Linked DNA regions of Mus musculus: region 1 is linked to region 2. A link is a contact called in public HiChIP or PLAC-seq data. All regions are on one chromosome and are shown on one strand. Each heading gives the region's core, a stretch centred on a gene start, on an enhancer-like site or on the middle of the called end of the contact. The rest is flanking DNA. Distances are from core to core; before and after follow the strand shown.

Region 1 (7,749 bases), core at 2,859-5,358, 60 kb before region 2:
ATTTTTGAGATTCACATTCATGAACACAAAGAGAAGAGCTGTCAGCAACACACATGCCAATGACCAAACAGCAGCGAAACCTGCCTCTTCCCGTCTGGGCGGTCCAGACACAAAATGACATCTCACGAGCAAGGAAATTCAGATATAAGGGAACCAGTGAGAGAGAAAAACAGACCTGGAGTACAGTTTGCAATTGTAATGTAGTTAGACACTGAAGGGTACCAGTCAATCAAAACTAGAAAAAGAAATGGCAAGCCTTAACACAGACTGGCTCCGAGTCTCCTCCCAGTAGACAATAATAATAAGAGAAAATTAAGTTTGAACTAGAGACAAGAAGACAAACACAAGGCAAGTGGTTCTGTTCAGATGAGTTGTAAGTTCCTAAGGGATGAGAAGGGTGATATGCCAGGACCTCTTCCAAAGCAGCTTTCTCAGGCTTACTTCATACAGACACAATAGTCCCTCTCTAGGTCATTGATAAGACTGCATCCAAAGGCACATGTAATTCTCTGCACTGAGAAAATGCTGAACCAGGAAATTTCTTTAAAATAACAAGATTCACAAGTATTTTTCCTGTAGTTAGGATACTAGAGGTATTAACAGTGACTCTTACATAAGTATAATTTTTGAAAGATGTGCATAGCTAAGCTAAAAATTGATCAAAGATGATTTCTATCATAAACTCATGGTCAGAATCAATTGTGGTGAAAATGGATGACTAGTGGAAGAACTCTCTCTCTCTCTCTCTCTCTCTCTCTCTCTCTCTCACACACACACACACACACACACACTCCTTGCTGAACAGCCTATACTTGCTGAGAAGAGAGTTCTAAGAGTTTAAAAGCCATAAAAGCTGAAACTCTGGCACTGGGCTACCATAATTTATGATGATTACACCCCAGGTTGCTGCACCATGCTCTACAGTTGACAGTGCACATAAATGACTTCACTTGATCTTCATAAAAACTATGTGGAAAGGTCAGGACAGGTATTATTATCCCCATTTTATAGATGAGAAAGCTGAGTTTCCAAGTGAGACTGGTTTTGTCGGGTTTGGGTTCTACAATAAGCTTGCTTCCACAGTGATACCAACATTAACAGCTACACAGCCTAGTAAATAGACTGGAGTAGCAGACTGGTTTCCCACACTTCAGTTTTCCTGGATAGAATACAGATAAAAGTGTCATTTTCAGAGACTCAAGTAAAAGGTAAAATGTATAGATAAAGTCGTGGCCTTAAAGATGTTTACTGTGGAGCACTTTTACACTTGAACTGCAGACAGAAAGGAGAAGGTTGCACTCTGAAAGTGTTAAATGTGTGACTGAGACACACACAGAGATCCAATGTATATATGACATACACACATTCCCAACTACACTATCCTCCCAAATGTGTAGTTATGTTTCCTACATTAACAGCCACAGAGTACTCCTGGAAAGTGGTGAACCACCCTTGGTGATCATGTTATAAAATGCATATATAGTAGGATGAAGTACTTTAGAATTTAGAAAATATGTCTCTTCAGCTCTTTAAAGCATGTTCATTTAAATGCCTCCAAAAGTTCCTCATTTAAAATAGAATAGTGGGAAGGGGGGAAGCAAGGAACAAAACAAAGCACTTCCAATTTCTTGTCCCTAGTCAATGCTTTTTTTTTTTTTTAACAAATATGCCATAGAGTTTAATGGCATTACAATACCAAATGATTTATGACAGCCAGAAGAAAAGAGATGTCTACAAAAACCAACTTTCAATCTCTGGAGAAAAACAGATAGGTGCGCAATCTGACTTTAAACTCAAGAGATAAAAGGCCTTCATTTGTGGGCAAACATAAGGATGAGAGCCAGATCTGTGGAGCCTGCATTCATTATAAACTCCCAGAAACAAATCTGCACAGTGTGATGAGGCACTCTCGGTACACAGTGATTAAATGATAAATAACATTTTTAAAGAGAAAAAATTCTCACATGTTGAAAATCTATCCATCAGCTGCTAAGACATCACTAGTCTCCAGTTCTAAATACATGTGTTTAATCATGTAACTGGTAAAGTTCAATTAACAAATAACATGCCTCCTCAAGCAAGGCTCTCCGTGAAGCGACAAGCACCGTGTAGAAATCAATACTCCCTCCAACTTGCTGCATATAATGAGTTACATCAAGCATGGTTCCAATACTAACAGCATTGTATGGCAGAGACACTCGGTAACGCGGAAACCAGAAAATTAAATTAAGTCGTCGGAATTCATTGCATAGAGCTGGTGCCTTCTGCACACCACCCCACACACGGTCTTTCCTTTGCCTGCTACCATTTCATAGTCTCTGCCTACGAGGAGGATACACTCAAGCTCCAGACTCCGAGGTCTAACTCCTAAAGGGGAGGGGGAAAGAAAAGCTAAGGGACGATTTGCTCCGGAAAACATCATGGTGAGTGTATTTCCAGGAAATCGAGCAGTCTCAACAATGAAACTATCAAGTACAAAGTAAGTTCTGTCTTCCCATCCTGCTGGTTCAGCCAGGAGCGCGGCTGTCGCGTTTCCCGTCACCCTCTGGCCACTCTGTGTTTCCACAAACACTGGGAACCAAGGCAGCAGCGGATGCGCCCTCCAACCTTGCTGGGCTGGGTGGGTTAACCAGAAAAGTTGTAAAGCCTTGTGGGAGGCAGAGGCTTAAACCTGGGAGCCCGCTCCCCAGCGTCCACCTGGTGAAACTTCAGAGCCGGCAGATACATAGAAGCCAGCGACCTACAGGCAGGATATCAAAACTGGACGGGAACAGAGACCACCAGTCTGAAAGACCCGGAATCCTGGGACTTATCTGAGCGGTTTTACTTAGAACTCAAAGGGATAGCCTGGAATATCGCATCACGTCTCACTCCTGGGTTGTCCAGGAGAACAGCGAACGTTCCCAGCCCAGGTCACCCAGGCGGACTCAGGGTGGTGTGGAGCCAGATTTGAGCTTTGTGGTGGCTTCGCCCCATAAATAGGGTAAGCCTTCCGGGAATGGGAGCCCAGAACTCGCTGCCCAGGACAGCTCTGAATCTACCCTTAGAGCTACATTTACAAACGTCGTACGGACTCTGCCAATGTATACATACAACGTGCTCCACGCTGTGTGCTCTGTAATCTATCCAGGAGCAACTCTGAACCCTCAGCAGAGGAGGAAGGAGCCTCCAGGAGGCACCGGGAAGTAGCTGGACAATAGTCAGAGGCGGTTATACCCGGGACAAAAAGCACCTGGCAGAACACACCGAGATCGGTCCCTATGTGTCTCCACAATTCTCACAAAGACTTCCCGGGGAAATTTTGAACAGTCTGGCGACAGAGAGCCACTAGCCAGCTCAGCGAGCCATAAAATCGTGGTCCCGGGAGCCCTAAGTACTTTTTCTTCCTCACTTCCCTAACTAATGCTGTGGACTGCTCCCGACTCCCAGGCAAAAAGAACACCCAGGAAAAGCAAGGTCGCCACACACTCCATCCAGCACACCCTGGGCTGTCTGCGCGCCGGACTAGCCTCAGAAACAATGGGTCGAGAACGTAAAAGTTACCTGCGCACGGGGGCGCACAGCTCTTGGCCCTGCGTCCCGCCTGACACAAACTCCCAGGACAGACCTAGCTCCAACCTGCACCACCACCACCCCCGCCACCTTAAGCGGACGCCCCCTGGATCCCCGAACCCAGCACCAGCAATCAGTCAGTCCTTCCTGCCTGAGTCCAAGACTGTGGACAGACACAGACCACCCCCAACCTCTCACCTGCTGAGAACTGGCCAAGGGCCGACCCCAGGAGAGGCCACGGGTACAGAAGCCAGAGAGCTACAAAAGCAGGCAACGCAGCGGCCGCCACATCCATGGCGAGTTTGGGAGAAGTTTCAAGCAGCTTTGCAAAGAGCCTCCGGGGGAATCGCGGTGAAATCCGCCAGCCAGCAGCCCGCCCGGCCTCGTCGGGGGGCTCGCGGAGACGCCGCGGCCACCCGCCAGCACTTTCGTCCTTGCGCAACGTCGGCCAACTACCTCGCGGGCGAAAGCGTCTCCAGCGTCGCCCGCCAGCCGCGGCCGCCGCTCTCCATGCTAGGCAGAGGCTGCTCAGGGTAGTCCAGAGTTAGTTTGCTCTGGGAGGGACGGGGGCGGAGCCTGGGGTGACGTCGCCCCGCGGGCTCCGGCAGCTTCGGAGGAATGCGGGCTCCGGTGCGCGCCGCCGCCACTGCCGCCTCCTGCTAGGGAGACGCGCGCCAGCCGGGCCGCGCGCCCCGCGCCCTGCGCCCCGCGCCGCCTTTGTTCGCCACCTGGGCTCGGTGGCCGCGCGGCTCTCTGGCGGCGAGCGGGAAAGGGGGACCTGGCGCAGCTCCCTGCCGGATCCCTGAGATTCAACTCTGAGAGGCAGAACTGTGGGCGGACGACGGAGGAGGCGCCCGAGGAGAGGTGTCCTGGGGTTCTGTCCCCAAGGTGGCGGTCCCACCAGAGCGGCTGGTGGTAGGAAGAAAAGGGAGCGTAGATGTGACCTTTAAAACGCCGACCTGCACTGAAATTTCACTCTTCCTTATTGATAGGATAAGGAATAAGGCTCCCTACCCCATTGAAAACTTACTCTCGTTTGTTCACGAAATAAATAAAACTTGGACCAAAATAAAATGTTGGGTAAGTTTCCAGTGTGAACAGCTGGCGTGCCTCGTTTCTGGTTTATTTGTCATTGGGAAGCTCCCAGCCGCTCAGCCTTCGCATAGCCTGGTGGAGTAGAGCAAGACTTGGTTTTGTTTTGATTTTTACTGTCTTGTAGCTATATAAGAAATAAGTATTTAATAAAAGGAGTTTATCCCAACAATGAGCACAGCATGGTTGCTCCGAAGGAACCCAATGCTGTGTGCTGTGTTACAGGCAGGAAGTCAGTTTTGCTACCTTAGCAGCTTGGTGTGATTTCTCCAAATGCCACCTTCACTTGCTTCTGTAGCAACGCTGTATAGTTGCTTACTTTTACTCATGTCTGCAAATTATGACACATGTAAGTATGACCAAAACTGAATAAGCCTAACTTTTTTTTTGAATTTTGATGCTATATATGCAACTGCTAATAATAGCCTTGATTGGCACCTGTCAGTCACTCAAAATGTCTTTAGCCTTTTAAAATCAAAATGAAGTGAAATTCAATTTAATACAGCATTCTCATCATTAACCGAGCCACATATTTCTGTAATTAATACATGCTGTTATGACTAGGTTTGGAATAGATGCAAGTGACTGTATACTACACACACACACATCTATGCACATATATTATACATATTGATGAAGAAGGGAGAAAATGGGTTTCTTTTTTATTTGCTGAGGATAGAAAGTCCGTTACGCTACAGCCTTGATGACTGCTCATTAGTACCTGTAACAAGCCCAACACTTGTCAATTCAGTTCAGCATAGTTCAGTCATCTCCCTCTGGGTACAATGTCAATGTTCCTTAGCTCATTAACCTATAACTTTAAGCACACTCTACCAAGGGTCCTTATTTCGTACACTAAAGAGCTTTATTAGATCACAGGTAACCAAAAACCTATTATTTTCTTTTCTGAAGACTTAGCAAAACTTTCTAAAATTAGCAGTAATTTGCCAGAGTAAAGGCAAAGGAAACTTGTCTGTCCATATATGAATTTGTCTGTCTATTCTTGCATGAAAAATGTTCATCACTTGGCAATTTGTTTGAGTAAGCATGCAAACGAAGCCCTTCCGAGACCTACAGATAGTGGATAGAACCTCACTTCTTGTCATAGTCATTCCCGGAGTCAAGGGATAAAGAATTTGGTTCATTTTCTCTATGGTAGAGAAATAACAGTACGAAAATGCTGTGAGGGTGCCTAAAGTGTACCAGGCATCTTAAATGGACACTACCACAGTTAGGAATCAAGTTCAGGTAAGAGTCTTGTGGTACACATACAAGGAAACAAGACTAGGGAGAAAGTAATTTACCCAAACAAGGGAGGGGAAAGGAAGACAGAGAAGGAAATCCTTAAAAGGAATTAATAGAGATGCCATCTCAATAAAACCAGAAAAAATGCAGTAACATTTTGGGCAAGCAACTTGGAGCTTTATCCTTAGGGCTCATAACAAACATGGACTAGGGGGCTTAGAATCACTTTAGTAGTAAGTTGGTCTTGAACCTGCCACTCTCCTACCTCAGCATTTTTTTATTTTAAGAAAACAATGAAATGTTCATATTCTTTTATCTAGTTGCTGTCCAAACACTAACACCAAATATATATTTTAAAAAATGTTTTAGGAACTAAGATATTTACAAAAAAAATGTGAAAATAATTAAATGTCTACTTACAAGCCAACTCCATTTATAAAGCGTGTTACTTAGTAGATGTCTTTCATAATATACAAAATGGAATTTTATGGAGAAAGGAAACTGCAGAGGGAAGAGAGTTTATGATCAAACATTGGGGAAGGTTAGCTGAAGACAATATAAACTTTCAGGTTAGAGAGAAAAAGCCTGGGGGTTATAGAGAGGGTTTAATGGTTAAGAGCCCTTTCTGCTCTTCCAGAGTTTGGCTCTTAGGGGCCATGTCAGAGGGCTAGCCACCTCTAACTTCAGTTCCATCATTCCTGACACCCTCATATGGATTCATGGAGCACCTGCATTCACAGTGCCACACCAGGACATACAGACACACAGACACACACTCCACACGTACACGCACAAGCGAACACACATGTATACATTACTAAAAATGAAATCTTTTTTTTAAAAGAAGAAGAAAAAACCTGGAGAGGGAAGGCTGGTGGTGAAGGCTGTAAGGCTGTGTGGATAAATTTAGTATCAACAAATGACACACTCAAAGTGGGTAATATGGTAAAGTCTATGTTCTATGTAATGTATTACAATAAAGCCATGACATGACATAATTCTACAGTCAAGAACAAACAAAGAAACATCTCTCTTCGAGCTGGAGAGATGGCTTAGCAGTTGAGAGCAGAGGCTGCTCCTTCAGAGACTCAAATTCAATTCCTAGCACCTACATGGTAGCTCACAACTATCAGTATTCCAGCTCCAAGTGACTTGACACCTTCACACAGACATAAATGCAGGCAAAACACCAATGCAACACAAGACATAAAAGACTAATTAAAACAATCAATGTCAACAACAAGAAAACATGAGCTTGGCATAGCTCAGTGGCAGAACAGTCCTCTGGCAAGTTCAAATCCCTGCATTCCAGATTCAATGTCACAGGGGGGAGAGTAGTATTAATTCAATTACCAGTTAACTTAGCTTTGTTAAGTTTTACAGCTGCACATACCTATATTCCTGGAATGTTTTTGTTTTGGGTGGTGGTGGTCCTAATTTATTTTTTTATTTTTTTGCTACATAGTTGGTTGTAGTCAATGGAAAGGTCACTAGCTTCATTTGGGTTTTTTGTTGCTGTTATTTTTGTTTTGTTTTGTTTTGTTTTGTTTCTGGCTTAGAACTCACTTGTAACAATCTTTCTAGGATTGCTGGTCTGGGGTTGCCCTTTGAACCATAAAATGTCTTTTATGCTTGCTGATTTACCACCTATTAGCTACAATCATGAACTTAGACCTGTGTTTGACAAAATGCTTCCAGTAGAATCCCAGCTCTGTCAAATGTTAATAAGAGTCGTTAAAAAAAATAACCACTGGAGATTGGTATGTCTGGAGAACTCAGAATTAAGAAAACCTAAACGGGTTTCTTTGTTATACAACCTTTTAACATGATTCCCTTTGTGGAATTGTATGTTGTACATGT
Region 2 (7,560 bases), core at 4,435-6,934:
AAATATTTCCAGACCATAATAGCAATAAAGAATATAACACCAAACTTGAGATCAGCTTCTACTAGAGCAACTACTAGGTCAAAAAGATGATGAAAGGGTATTTTATAAGAAGATAAGAAAACTGATTTTAAAATGAATTTTCTATAAAGTTACTCTTCAGGTATGTGGTATGATAAAAATATCATAAAAGATGACAGGAGGGTTTTACTGAAGAGACTCACATGAGCATTGTTATGGCTAAAGTGGGTAGGCAGACTGAAAAAAAAACTTTAAAAAATGCTGCAATTGAACATGGCATGCTGCAATTGAACATGGCATTAAATGAATTATCTATCTATCTATGCAATATCAGAGATAAAATATATGTGGAATGATATTAACAATAAAAGAAGCACCACGTTAAAAAAAAAAAAGATTAATGAACCCATAGACACAGCAGCAGAAATGATCCAGTATGGAAACAAAACCAAGTTCTAGAGAGAAGCTCAGAAGGGGAAGGGCTAGCCACACAGCAGAAGAACTCGTCTGGATTCTCTGCACCTATGTAAAAAGCTAGGCAAGGGGTCATGTGCCTGTAATCCCTGTGCTGGGGAGGCATAGTCAAGAAGATGCCTAGGGCTGGTTGGACAGCTGGTCTAATCAGATCAGTGAGCTACAGCTTCAGTGAGAGACAATGTCTCAAAAGACAAGGTGGGAAGCAATTGAAAAAGACACTCAACGTCTACTCTGGTCTCTGTGTATGCACATGCATGAACACACACACACACACACTAGTCGTATATCAGTTATTTCCAGGAAAGTGTCAAGTGCCATAGTTTGTCATATGCCATAGTGACAATTAGAGTTTTCTTTGTACACAAAATAGACAGGAAAAAAAAAAAAAGATACTGGAAGAAACAATGTTCAAAATTGTTTCCAAATTTAATGAACATCGTAATTCATAGGTTGAAAGAAAGTAAATAAGAAGGCAGGAGTACACATGCACACACACACACACACACACACACACACACACACACAGACACACTGGTAATCCCAGCACTCAGGCAAGTGACACAGAAATTTCAGACCTTGCATCTGATAATTTAGTGAATTTGAGCCTAGTCTGGGTGAAATGAGACTTTGTTTCAAAAAATAAAAGTCAAAAGAACCCCAAACAATTTTAACTTCCCTCATACAAAGAAACACTACATTAACAACATTGTGTGCTTTTTCTAATGGAAGAGTAAACAAACTGCCTCCTAGTTATTTGTTTATAATTAGTTCTGTTCTCTGCACTGGTCAGAGAAGCCTCCACGGCAGACAGGAGTTCTGACCTTCAGAACTGTGGAGTTGTGGAGAAGGGACAAATATGTAGAACTTAGAATGCTAGAGCCCTAAAGACACCATGGAAAAAAAGAAGAGAACAGATAACAATGTATATATAGACTTAAGTCCTTTCTTCTGGGAGTAGTTATGCACATCTGTAGTGGCTGTGATGGCAGGAAGATTAAGAGTTCAAGGCCAGACTCAGCTATGTGGAAAGTTCAAGACCAGTCAGGCTATTTGAAGCCTTGTTTCATAAAAAGTAAATTAAGATCTTTTCTGATTGTGCAAATACTTTTAAAAGAGGGTTGATGATTTAAAAGTTATGGAGTGTGTTTGGGACGGTTCTGGCATATGAAAAGTGAAATCTGTGCTGATAACTGCAAAAAGGTAGGAGAGAAAAATGGAAAGATACGGGCAAAAGGGTACAACATGGGGCAGCATAGTGTTCCTAGTCGAAAAGGTCTGCGAGGAACAAAGACACAGCTAGAAGATACCATCAAATGGGATAGAGCATAGATGTCTTTGTACCCAATAGAACAGTGGCTCTTAGTCTGTGGGTCATGACACTTTTGGGGTCAAAAGACCCTTTCACAGGTTTTGCCTAACACCATGGGAAAACACAGATATTTACAATTCATAACAGCATTGAAAGTATAGTTATGAAGTAGCAACGAACACTGTTGCAGTTGGGAGTCACCACATAAGGAACTGTGTTAAAGGGTCACAGCATTATGAAATTGAGAACCACTGCAACAGAAGAAAGGACCATCGGAGCATTATTACATATTGTTAAAGGTTTTCTTTCTTTCTTTCTTTCTTTCTTTCTTTCTTTCTTTCTTTCTTTCTTTCTTTTTTTTTTTTTTTTTTTTTTTTTTTTTTGCTTTTTGGAGAGACAGGGTTTCTCTGTGCAGCCCTGGCTGTCCTGGAACTTGGTTTGTTGACCAAACTGATCTAGAACTCAAGAGATCTGCCTGCTTATGTCTCCCAAGTGCTAGGATTAAAGGTGTGCACCTCAATTGCTCGGCTTGAAAAACAGTTTTCAAAACAACATCCATCTTTCCATCCATCACTTCTGTTGGGTCCAAACACATCTATGTTCCACTTTCTTTCCATTTGAGCAGTATCTTCTAGTTGTGCCTGCCTCCCTTTCTCTCCTTACCACTAAGTGCTAGGGTTACTGGCACGTATAGCCACTGGCTTTTTATATAAATGCTAAGGATTAAACTGAGTTCTTCATGTTTGCACAGCAAGCTCTATTACCCACTGAGCCATCTCTCCAGCCTATATTTTAAGTTCTAATGCTAAAAACCTAGCATACCCACTGGCAACTTTTCAGGCTTCCAGAAATACCACATGCCACCGTGTCTTTTCATGACAAAATGTAAGGAATTATTTTGACTTTGACTCTACCTGTTAAAAGTTTGGGTCATCTATGATGGTCCCATGACACATCCTCCCACCCCCACTCCCATGGAAATTGTCATTTGTTATCCTTAACCCTACAACTTATTTTTATTATACCCTACAACTTTTATATTTATTTTTACCACAACCTTCCTACTTCAGGCAACAAACAGTTGTTCTCTTACATGTTCTTAGGTCAACTTTTGGATGTAGGGTTCTCTGGGTTAAAACCATGACATTGGCAAGACAGCATCCCCTCTGTGGTGGTTTGAATATACTAGACCCTGGGAGTGGCACTCTAAGGAGGTGTGGCCTTATTGGAGAAAGTGTGTCACTGTAGAGGTGTGCTTTGAGACCCTCCTCCTAACCATGTGGGAGCTGGGCTTCTCCTAGCAGCCTTCAGATGAAGATGTAGAATTCTTAGCTCTGCCTGCACCATGCTTACCTGAACACAGCCATGCTTCCCTCCATGATGATAATGGGCTGGACCCCAAAACCTATAAGACAGCCCCAAGTAAATGTTGTCCTCTATAAGAGTTGCTGTGGTCTTGGTGTCTCTTCACAGCAATGGAACCCTAAGATGCACTCCTAAAGCATGGAGAATGAGCCTGCCACCTTATCATTTCCAGCTTCTAGAGGTTTCCAGTATTTTTTTTTTTTTTTTTATCTCATGGCCTCCTACTCCATCTGTCTGCCTCACATGTTTATATCTCTGATATGGCTTCTGCTTCCACATCTGTTTCTCTTCAGATACTTCTACTTTTAATTACCCCAGGATTGTATAGAGCCCACCCAGACAACTCAGGGTAACAATCCTATTTTCAGGTTAACCATCTCATTTCTATCTGTTCAGATCTACTTTTTCTTTGCTCTGTACCATTCATGGATTCTGGGGGCAGGAATGTGAACATTTGTCACTTCCAGGGATGGGGGGAGGTATTCTTTCCCCGACTGAATGTTTTCTAACATCAGCTTTCGTTAGTAGTAACACATACCCCCACCCTTTCATCTCCCCATGGCTGTACAGAATGAGTTCTCATTGCCACCCCCTGTTACTAATCAGATCTCATTAATTTCATGTAGCTTAAGCACCTGGCAATTCCATATATCTTCCAGTGGAGTTAGGCATGCACTTTCACACACTGAAATAAAATCTAAGTTTATATTCTATTATAAATGTATAACTTCACAGTTAGGATATACCCTGCTTTACTTGCATGCATTTCTCTCTTTCCTTTTCCTTACCACCTTCCTTTGTTCCCTTTTCTTCTTTCATAAAACCACTTGGGTTTGACCTTTATATTTGACAGTTGCCAAGCTGGGTGGCAGTGGCGCACACCTTTAATCCCAGCACTCAGGAGGCAGAGGCAGGGGGATCTCTTGTGAGTTTGAGGTCATCCTGGTCCCTAGCTTGAGTTCCAGAGCAGCCAGGGCTATACGGAGAAACCCTGTCTCAAGCAATGAGAGACAGAAAAAGAAAGAAAGAAAGAAAGAAAGAAAGAAAGAAAGAAAGAAAGAAAGAAAGAAAGAAAGAGAAGAGAGGGGAAGGGAGGGGAAGGGAAGGGAAGGGAAGGGAAGGGGGAGGGGGAGGGGGAGGGGGGAGGGCAGAGCAGGGGAGGGGAAGGGAAGGGAAGGGAAGGGGGAGGGGGAGGGGGAGGGGGGAGGGGGAGGGCAAGGGAAGGGGAGGGGAAGGGAGGGGAGGGGAGGGGAGGGGAAGGGAAGGGAACCTTATTGGTTGTATTAATATGGAGAGGAGTTGTATCAGAACCAGGAAGCAGACAGCTTGAAGTGTCTGAAGAAACTTCTCCAGGGCTAATTGAAGTGTTCTGTCCAAAAATACCTGTTCAGCATCACACATCCCCATCTGCAGCTACCCTGGATGTCACGGCAAATGCTGCCATGTTGTAGTGCTGCTGCCAATGAACATATTGACCTTGCATGTCATTTCAGTATTTGTTTTACTAAGGAACTGTTGCAGGTCTGTTACCAGAGAAGGAAGTAAAGCTTATCAAAGAAAAATATAGTTTGTTAGTTCCACAGAGAAATAATGAAAACAAAGCAAAAACTCAAGTCCAAAGTAAACAGAACCAAAATTCTGTGCATAAAAATGTTAAGAATCTGTCCTAGTTTTGTCTTGACTCCTAAATAATAATTTGGACACATTTAAAAAACAATGATTGCATTCTTTGTAACTCTGTTAATTTCTGTTTATATGATTACTAGTGAAATACCACCAATATCTGCCAAAAGTTTATGATGACTATTTATGTATAAATACTTCTTAAACTAGAAATTTTCAGGATTGTTTTTATTCTCTTCAATTATTATTTTTTTAATGGAGTAAATTCCATTCTTGGTGCAATAAGAAAAAACAAACACCTGTCATATTTGTTTTAAATTCTCTCTTAAAGCAACTCAGTGTTCGGCCTCATGTTTCTCTTCCAACAAGTCTTCTTTCCCCTCCCCTCCCCTCCCCTCCCCTCCCCTCCCCTCCCCTCCCCCTCCCCTCCCCTCCCCTCCTCTATTCTCTGTTTTTCTTTAGAGACACAGTGGGCCTGGTGTGAGTGGTACTTGTTAGGAAAATGCTGGCTATTGTTGTGAAACATCCCCCTCCCCAGCCCTGCTCCTTACAACTCTCAGGTCAGTGGTACTTATTTTGAGATGCCCCCAGTGAGACACTAAGATGCAAATGAATGCAAAAGCAAAAGGTTTATTTTCCATTGCATCAGGGTCAACCCTCAATCAGTCCCTTGAGGAGAGTGAGGAGAAGGTGATCCTGAATGGCTCTTACAAGCAGATTTAATACTTTTTCCGGGGCACAGGTTACATCAGCAAGGTTATACTTCAAACTTACTGGCTAAGCATATTGACATTTAAATCTATTGGCTAGCAAACATGAACTCTACCTGGGACTTCCCCGAAGGTCAGGTGACTGTCAGTCCATTCTGAGAATTTTTTACTCAAGAATGTTCCTGTGGGTGGAGAATGGAACTTGGCCTCACCTTGACTTCAGGCAGGATGGGGAAGCTGTAAGAAGGGTGTGTGACCAGAAAACACCCTTAGGGTCCCTCAACAATTGGTATCTGTGGACAGAAAGAAGACACCATAACATTCAGAAAGACTTAAATAAAAATAATCTGTGGAAGTCTTATCTCCTGAATGTCCTAAGCAAGAAGTATCCAAATAATATCTTAGAGGTCTAAATGTACCTTCTAATTAAAGTGTGGTCTCTGTACTTGCCACTCAACAATACCCATGGGAGGGGAATGTATCAGTGAGTACCTGAAGGGGCTCACTCACATATCTTCACAACTTTCTTTCTGGTGTAGAAAAAAGCAAGCCATTCTCCCTGGATTGTTTTACTTAATGTCCATACCATTGTTATATTCCCAGAGCTACTAAAATTTTATAAATAATGGAAATGGAATGCAAGGTTATTTATACAGGAAAAGAAATCTCCCAAATAAAGTGAAAGACAAAAGATCAATGGTCTGGTTAGAAGTAGTTTGTATCATTTACTTCTTTGTTCATAAACTAATTCAGTTCTTAATATGTATGTGAAGTGGCGAGTTAGACTTTGAAATGCTGAGATCAACAAGACAGGCATCTGTCCCCTTGAGATTACTTTGGGAAAGAGACGAAAGGTGGGGTAGTTGCATTCTAAATAAGGACAGTTATGCTAAGTGACAGCCAGAGCTCAGAGACAGCCTGAGCTGAGACTGTGTAAGTTAAATCCTTAGGCAGTGTGTGGCAGGAGAGGTGGAAGGACAATGTAAACACTGTGTCACACATGCAAGTGTAGATGAGTGCTGTGCAGAGTAGGAAAGTCTAGAGAAGAACAGCACACTGATGGTTTGAATATGCTTGGCCCAGGGAGGGGCACTATTTGGAGGTGTGGCCTTGTTGGAATAGGTGTGTCATTGTGGGTATAGGGCTTTAAGACCCTCATCCTACCTGCCTAGAAGCCAGTCTTCCATTACTAGCCTTCTGATGAAGATTTAGAACTCTCAGCTCTGCCTGCCTGGATGCTGCCATGTCCCTGCCTTGTCTCGATGATAATGGACCTGGAAGCTACCCCCAATTAAATGTTGTCCTTATAAGAGTTGCCTTGGTCTTGGTGTCCACAGCAATAAAACTCTACGACACAGACAAACATTTGTGCAAAGTTTTTGGCAGCATCTAAGCACATAGTGTTTTGGTTTTTGTTCTGAGACAGGGTCTTACTACATAGCTCTGGCTGACCACTGTCTCTGCTTCCTGAGTAAGTGCTAGATTAAAGGCTTGGACCACTCACCTCTCAAAGCAGATCTTACTTGCATTTTATTCTGCTTGTGAAAGACCAGACCAATTCCATCTTGGGTTCTGGCTCCATTTTAGAGAACCTGACCTAAGGTTGAGCAGGAGTTAATCAACAATCCTGTATCTAGCACTAGTTTCCAGGTTACTCTCCAACAAGGTGTAGACCTAGCACTAGTTTCCAAGTCACTCCCTAACAACCACCAACCAGGAGGAAAGCAGAAGTTAAGTTTATGGTTTGGCTTCCAGCACTAGCCAACCATTTTAAAGGGCAATAATAGCCCCCCATTCAGATGTGTGCCAAGCTGAAAACTCCTTGGCTTGCTTGTTTGCCTCTATAAATGCTTGCTTGAAACTGGACTTGGGGCTTCACCCTCCCATCCTGCTGGTCAGGGTCAGCAGTGAGCCCAAGTCCAAGCTTGAATAAAAAAAAGACCCTAGTGGAATTGTGTCAGAATGGGCTTCTTGGTGGTCTTTTGGGCTTTGAGAGCCTGAATGGGCACAACATTTGGAGAATTTAATTTTTTCTTCCAGAGTTACAGAAGTTCCCAT

Evidence for each region. HiChIP or PLAC-seq counts read pairs in DNA pulled down with a chosen protein or histone mark.
Region 1: an H3K27ac HiChIP or PLAC-seq map of embryonic stem cells shows a contact between it and region 2, with 15 read pairs. The contact joins the promoter of Ptprk here to the enhancer-like site in region 2. A contact is called at or near these places in 2 of 39 promoter capture datasets (3T3-L1-derived adipocytes and embryonic stem cells), 4 of 484 Hi-C or Micro-C datasets (cortical neurons and embryonic stem cells), 3 of 115 datasets of contacts at active chromatin or transcription factors (all in embryonic stem cells) and 1 of 9 other capture datasets (pancreatic islet).

The regions. Positions count from the first base shown.
Region 1 is chr10:28,071,179-28,078,927 of GRCm38.p6, reverse strand. It overlaps Ptprk (protein tyrosine phosphatase, receptor type, K), which reads right to left and starts at 4,108. Exons shown (of 32, transcript NM_008983.2): 1 at 3,751-4,108. The coding sequence starts at 3,847.
Region 2 is chr10:28,012,480-28,020,039 of GRCm38.p6, reverse strand. No RefSeq gene overlaps it. Among named protein-coding and RNA genes, the nearest start is that of Ptprk, 59 kb to the left of the region's middle. Within about 2 kb of position 5,684, at least 11 of the 459 cell types and tissues checked have an H3K27ac peak or open chromatin away from gene starts, as enhancers often do. A contact at or near this core is called in embryonic stem cells, where this site is marked.